Regions from separate parts of the Macaca mulatta genome. Here region 1 is linked to region 2. The links are chromatin contacts, called in public Hi-C maps. All regions are on one chromosome and are shown on one strand. The core of a region is the stretch at or near the end of the contact, and the rest is flanking DNA. Distances in the headings are between cores, read along the strand shown.

Region 1 (3,258 bases), core at 644-3,143, 60 kb after region 2:
CTGACATCCCTCTCCCGAGAGCCCCCAGAAGCCTTTCTCCCCCGCCGTTTCACGATCCCAGAGCAACCTGTGCTCTTACTTGCGAGCGCTTCATTTAAATGCTCGAGATCTCCAAACACCAGCGGCGGACATTAGGCCAGGGCGGGCTAGGTGGGGTTAATCGTGCCGGGATTAGAGCAGCGTTATTGCCTAGTCTACATCTCGGACTGAGTTCGGTCCCCAGCGAGTAATGTGACGCGGGTAAATACGGGCCCGCCCCGGCACGGATCCCTGAGACCACCGTCCCCGCCGCTCGCGAGCCGGCCCCGCCGCTCGCGAGCCGTCCCCGCCAGCCACTGGGTGCGCGTAGTCCACGAGCGCGGCCTGGGATTGGAGGGCGCCGCCTGCCGGAGCGGCCTGGGATTGGAGGGCGCCGCCTGGGATTGGACGGCGCCGCCTGCGGGAGCGGCCTGGGGTTGGAGGCCGCCGCCTGGGATTGGAGGGCGCCGCCTGCCGGAGCAGCCTGGGATTGGAGGCCGCCGTCTGGGATTGGAGGGCGCCGCCTGCCGGAGCAGCCTGGGATTGGAGGGCACCGCCTGGGATTGGAGGGCGCCGCCTGCGGGAGCGGCCTGGGATTGGAGGCCGCCGCCTGGGATTGGAGGTCGCCGCCTGGGATTGGAGGGCGCCGCCTGCGGGAGCGGCCTGGGATTGGAGGGCGCCGCCTGCGGGAGCAGCCTGGGATTGGAGGGCGCCGCCTGCCGGAGCGGCCTGGGATTGGAGGGCGCCGCCTGCCGGAGCAGCCTGGGATTGGAGGGCGCCGCCTGGGATTGGAGGGCGCCGCCTGCGGGAGCGGCCTGGGATTGGAGGGCGCCGCCTGCGGGAGCAGCCTGGGATTGGAGGGCGCTGCCTGGGATTGGAGGGCGCCGCCTGCCGGAGCGGCCTGGGGTTGGAGGGCGCCGCCTGGGATTGGAGGGCGCCGCCTGCGGGAGCGGCCTGGGATTGGAGGGCGCCGCCTGGGATTGGAGGGCGCCGCCTGCGGGAGCGGCCTGGGATTGGAGGGCGCCGCCTGCGGGAGCGGCCTGGGATTGGAGGCCGCCGCCTGGGATTGGAGGGCGCCGCCTGCCGGAGCAGCCTGGGATTGGAGGGCGCCGCCTGGGATTGGAGGGCGCCACCTGCGGGAGCGGCCTGGGGTTGGAGGGCGCCGCCTGCGGGAGGGGCCTGGGGTTGGAGAGTGCGGCCTGCGGGAGCCGCCTGGGGTTGGAGGAGCGCGGTCTGCGAGCGCGGCCTGGGATTGGAGGGCGCGGCCTGCGAGCGCGGCCTGGGATTGGAGGCCGCGGCCTGCGAGCGCGGCCTGGGATTGGAGGGCGCGGCCTGCGGGAGGGGCCTGGGATTGGAGGGCGCCGCCTGCGGGAGCGGCCTGGGATTGGAGGGCGCCGCCTGCGGGAGCGGCCTGGGGTTGGAGGGTGCGGCCTGCGGGAGCCGCCTGGGGTTGGAGGAGCGCGGTCTGCGAGCGGGGCCTGGGATTGGAGGGCGCGGCCTGCGAGCGCGGCCTGGGATTGGAGGGCGCCGCCTGCGGGAGCGGCCTGGGGTTGGAGGGCGCCGCCTGGGATTGGAGGGCGCGGCCTGCGGGAGGGGCCTGGGATTGGAGGGTGCGGCCTGCGGGAGCCGCCTGGGGTTGGAGGAGCGCGGCCTGGGATTGGAGGGCGCGACCTGGGATTGGAGGGCGCGGCCTGGGATTGGAGGGCGCGGCCTGCGGGAGGGGCCTGGGATTGGAGGGCACCGCCTGCAGGAGCGGCCTGGGATTGGAGGGCGCGGCCTGCGGGAGCGGCCTGGGATTGGAGGGCGCGGCCTGCGGGAGCGGCCTGGTCTCGAAGGGCTTGCCGGGAGCTGTAGTCCCCGGAGCCGGAAGTGGGGGTGGCCGGGATAGAAGCCGCAACCCAGGCGGCTGTCTCTGCCGCCGCTGCCACCGCCCGTGTGTAGCGCATCACCCGGAGCCCACCGGCCGTGGGTGCCTCCTCCGGCCCCAGGGGCCCCCGGGAGCCCTGAAGGGCGAAGCGGCGGGGGCGCCTCTCTTGGGCGAAGAGGCGGCCTCGCCGCCCCGGATGCGGCCGGAGGGCGCGGGAATGGAGCTCCGAGGCGGCGAGGAGCGCCTGGCTGAGGAGAGCAGGTGGGCTGGGAGCGGCCGCGGAGTCGGGGCAGCGACAGGCGCCGGAGCCCCGGGAGGCTTGGGAGGGCGCGGGGCCGAGGAGAGAAGGGCCGGGCGCGACGAGTGTTGAGGACGACGGCTGCGGAGGACTTGTTTGGGGAGCATTTCGAAGAGGACGGGCGGGCGGGGCGGGGATGGGACGAAGGCGGGCGGGTGGGATTTGCGGAGGGCCGGGGGAGCAGAGGAGGGGGAAGCTCAGAGCCCAGACTGCTGGAGGGGAGGCGGCCGCCGAGAGCGACGGCGAAGAGGCCGGAGGGGCTGCAGCGCGGTGAGGGAGGCGTCACAGGCCGGAGTCCGCGGACAGGGCCGGGCGCCACCCTGCCTGAAACTTGCCGTGGCTGCAAGTGGGGCCGACGTGAAGAGGAGGGCGCGGTGAGAAGTCCCGGGAGCGGAGACGAAGCGTCGTGAGCGGCTTAGGAGGAAGCTGAGGCGGAGTGAGCGCGGGGAGGAAGGCGACGAGAGCCCGGGGAGAAAGGGCGCGAGTGTCATGGCGGTGCGGCGGGGGTGGGGGCTGCCCACGGGACCCGAAACTCTGCACTTTGTCATTGGCGAATCGCTGTCGGAGTGGCAGGACCTCTGTGTCATTTCCTTTCGTCTTCAGACCTGTCACTTCTTCCTCACAGTGCAAACTAAGCAAGTTCACGTGTATTTATATGGAGCCGTTGTCAGAGAGTTCATGTCTTCTAGAAATTGGGGGATATAAAATAGAAAAACCACTTTGGACCGGGTGCGGTGCCTCACCCCTGTAATTCCAGCACTTTGGGGGAGACCGCGGCGGGCCGCTTGAGTCCAGGAGTTTGAGACCAGCCTGGGCAACCTAGGGAGACCCCCGTCTCCACAAAAATACAGAAATTAGCTGGGCGTAGTGGTGCTCAGCTGTGGTCCCAGCTACTCGGGAGGCTGAGGTGAGAGGATCGCCCGAGTCCAACAAGTCGAGGCTACATTGAGCCGAGATCGCACCACCACACTCCAGCCTGGGCCACAGAGGAAAACCCTGTCTTCAGAAAACAAAAAACCGAAAAAACACCAAACTGCTTTGAGTAAATGATGAATCGGAGTCTGTAGAGATGATT
Region 2 (3,345 bases), core at 541-3,040:
GGCTCACGCCTGTAATCCCAGCCTTTTGTGAGGTTGAGGCCAGAGGATAGCTTGAGCCCAGGAGTTGGAGACCAGCCTGGGCAACACAGCGAATCCCCATCTCTACAAAAAAAAAAAAAAAAAAAAAAAAAAAATTGACTGGACGCGGTAGCTCACGCCTGTAATCCCACACTTTGGGAGGCCGAGGCAGGCGAAATCACCTGAGGTCAGGAGTTCGAGACCAGCGTGGCCAACATGGTGAAATCCCGTCTCTACTAAAAATCCAAAAATTAGCCGGGTATGGTGGCGGGCGCCTGTAGTCCCAGCTACTCGGGGAGCTGAGGTGGGAGGATCACCTGAGCCCGGGAGGCAGAGGTTGCAATGAGCCGAGATTGTGTCATTCCACTCCAGCCTGGGCCACAAGAGCAAGATACCGTCTCAAAACACACACACACACACACACATATATATATATATATATATATACACACACATATATATATACACATACACATACATACACACACACACAAAATTAGCTGGGCGTGGTGGCGCGTGCCCGTAGTCCCAGCTACTCGGGAGGCTGAGGTGGAGGCTGCGGTGAGCAGTGATGACCCTCACCGCAAACATGATGAACAACAACTCAGGCACCAGACACTGTTCCCTACAACTAAGAAAGCCAATAATACCTACTTTCTTATCCTCTTTCCTGTTTTCGAAAACATACATAACACGAAGTAATGCTTTAAAAAGGAATAGCAAGCATAGATATGTTAGACTATCTTTTCTAAGGAGCTTTCTTCAACTTTTATTTTGGAGGACATGAGGAGTGGGAGAGGAAACTCAAGGGAGTCGGAAGGTGGGTTCTGGCTATTTTTACAAGTATATTTTGTAAGTCAACTAGATGGAGGCGAAGAAAAGTTCCAGCGTTCGGGTTCACTTTAAACACACCCCCGCAACACTTCTTTCGGGTTCAAACACACACGCTCCCCAAAACTTATTTCGGGTTCAAACACACACACCCCGCAACACTTCTTTCGGGTTCAAACCCACACACCCAACACTTCTTTCGGGTTCACTTTAAACACACACCCCCAACACTTCTTTCGGAAAACCGCCAGGGCTGAGACCGACCCTCCCCGGACAACGCAGCCCGCCCGGAGGCAGCCCTGCTGCTCGGATCTCTGAGCAGCTCCATCCGGCACCCCGAATCCGAAAGGGCCTGCAGGAACCGGGGCGGGGCACGCGTCCACCCTCCGCCGCTGCAGAAGTTGAGTTTCCTCAGAAAGACTAAGAAACCATCCATCAATCACTCCGGCGCCCTTCCCCGAGATGCCGCCGCCCGCCGCCTCTCCCCAGGCTCGGGGCTGGCGCAGGCCCGCGGGGCTGGGCCGTCGGCTTCTCCCCGTTACCCGGGTCCGGACCCGGCGCCTACAGGACGAGCTCCCGTAACTCCCCGCACCCGCCTCCCCGGCCGGGGCGGCTCCCGGCGCCCGGTCTCCCGCGGGCAGAGGCGCCCCCGCCCCGCTCACCCGCCCGGGTGGTGTCCGTCAGGTCGTGGTTGGCCGCTCCCCGGGGAAACTCCCTCAGTTTCCGGCCGCTCAGGCTCAGCACCCCGGTGACCGCCGCCTCCTCCAGGGCTCGATCGAGAGAGCGGCTCCACGAGCCCGGGCCAGAACCGGGGCCTGCCCCGGAGCTTGGGCCGCAGTGAACACCGGGGAGGTTGCCTCCCGACGCTACGGTGCCAGAGTACTCGGCCGCCGCGGCCACCGCGACCAAGCCCGCGGCCGCCATTTCCCAGCCGACAACACTGGGCCCTCAGCTCGGCGCATGCGCGGCCGGACCGCTGGGTGGGCGGAGAAAGGGGCTCCCGGACCCCGCCGGTTCCCGTGACGGGCAGCACCGCGGTGCCCCCCGGCGCAGCCGGGCCTTGCCCCCGCCCACATGGCGAGCTTTTCAAGGGGAATTAAAACGGACTCACAAATCCGGAGCAGCCCCTACTCTACCCTGCCAGGGGCATTTCTAAAATGCCTCTACAAAAACATCTTCCAGACAACGCTCCGCATCAAAACTTCTCCGCCTTGCTCCCTCAGTAGTGGAGGATTAGGCTAAGCATTAAATTAAGTTTGTTTTTTTTTTTTTTTTTTGAGACGGAGTCTCGTTCTGTCGCCCAGGCTGGAGTGCAGTGGCGTGATCTCGGCTCACTGCAAGCTCCGCTCCCCGGGTTCAAGCGATTCCCCTGCCTCAGCCTCCCGAGTAGCTGGGACTACAGGTGCCCGCCACCTCGCCCGGCTAGTTTTTGTATTTTTAGTAGAGACGGGGGTTTCATCATGTTGGCCAGGCTGGTCTCGATCTTCTGACCTCGTGATCCGCTCGCCTCTGCCTCCCAAAGTGCTGGGATTACAGGCGTGAGCCACCGCGCCCGGCCAGGATCCTTTCTTAACACTGTTGCTGCAGAAACTTGGATGGTGAGAGGAGAGGACCCTCTGAGATACGACCTAAACCGTTTCCCAACTTCATTGTATTACCAGATGATCTAAGTCGAGATTTGATGGACTTAACTATGGTTGCTGGAGAGAAAACAAACATGTGCTAATTGGGCTCAAAATTCTCATTAAAAACGTTATATAAATACTTTATATCATCCATCCCTTTTATAAAATAGCTCTTCTTAATGAAAATACAAGAAATATCTTCAATAGTACTTGTCCTTTTGGCAAGATTTTATTGTTGTTGGATAAAGCAAGATTAGAATAGTATTAAAATCTAAAATCTTGGTCTGGAGCCAAAACTGAGGAACAGAAAATGATCTGACCATAATCTAAATGTGGGAATTAAAGGTAGAACCGAAGATACTCCAAATTGAAACCACTCAAGTAATGAAAGAATGGAAAATGCTTCATTTAAAACCAATTAGACCTCACTTGTATTGCAACCAGTCTCTAGCACATTCTTCAGTCTGTTTTACTGAAGAAGCCATTTCTGCTGTATGACGTAAACTTTACCAACAGTCAATCAGCTAGTATTTACTATGGAAATAGAAGAGGCTGTCAGATACAATCCTTTTCCTGGAGGATTGCAATCTAATTATGGAACCCAGACAGGCCAATTAGAGAATGAGCCCAAAAAAGGGCTAAGAGTGATGGGGCTTACTTACGAGTTCAGAGAAAACTGTATCATGGATAAATTAGGTTTTGAATTAAACCTGAAGGATTATGAAGTAGGACCAACTGGAAGGTGAGACTGGAAGATGGATCAGCATGAACGCATCCAGATACGACTTATAGTGGTAACATGTGGAGGATATAAAGACCACAGATCAGAAAGTTCGGGTCAGAGAGCAAAAGAAAAATAAGGATGAGAGAT

The links. A called contact is a pair of places that touch in the nucleus more often than the background predicts.
Region 1: a contact with region 2 is called in a Hi-C map of fetal cortex germinal zone, with 2.5 times the contacts expected there. The contact joins the promoter of RUBCN here to the promoter of LRCH3 in region 2. A contact is called at or near these places in 2 of 14 Hi-C or Micro-C datasets (fetal cortex germinal zone and liver).

What each region holds. Positions count from the first base shown.
Region 1 is chr2:1,206,302-1,209,559 of T2T-MMU8v2.0, forward strand. RUBCN (rubicon autophagy regulator) reads left to right here and starts at 1,894. Exons shown (of 21, transcript XR_013413447.1): 1 at 1,894-2,146. It also overlaps a transcript of FYTTD1 not described here.
Region 2 is chr2:1,146,562-1,149,906 of T2T-MMU8v2.0, forward strand. LRCH3 (leucine rich repeats and calponin homology domain containing 3) reads right to left here and starts at 1,791. Exons shown (of 21, transcript XM_077991048.1): 1 at 1,512-1,791. The coding sequence starts at 1,773.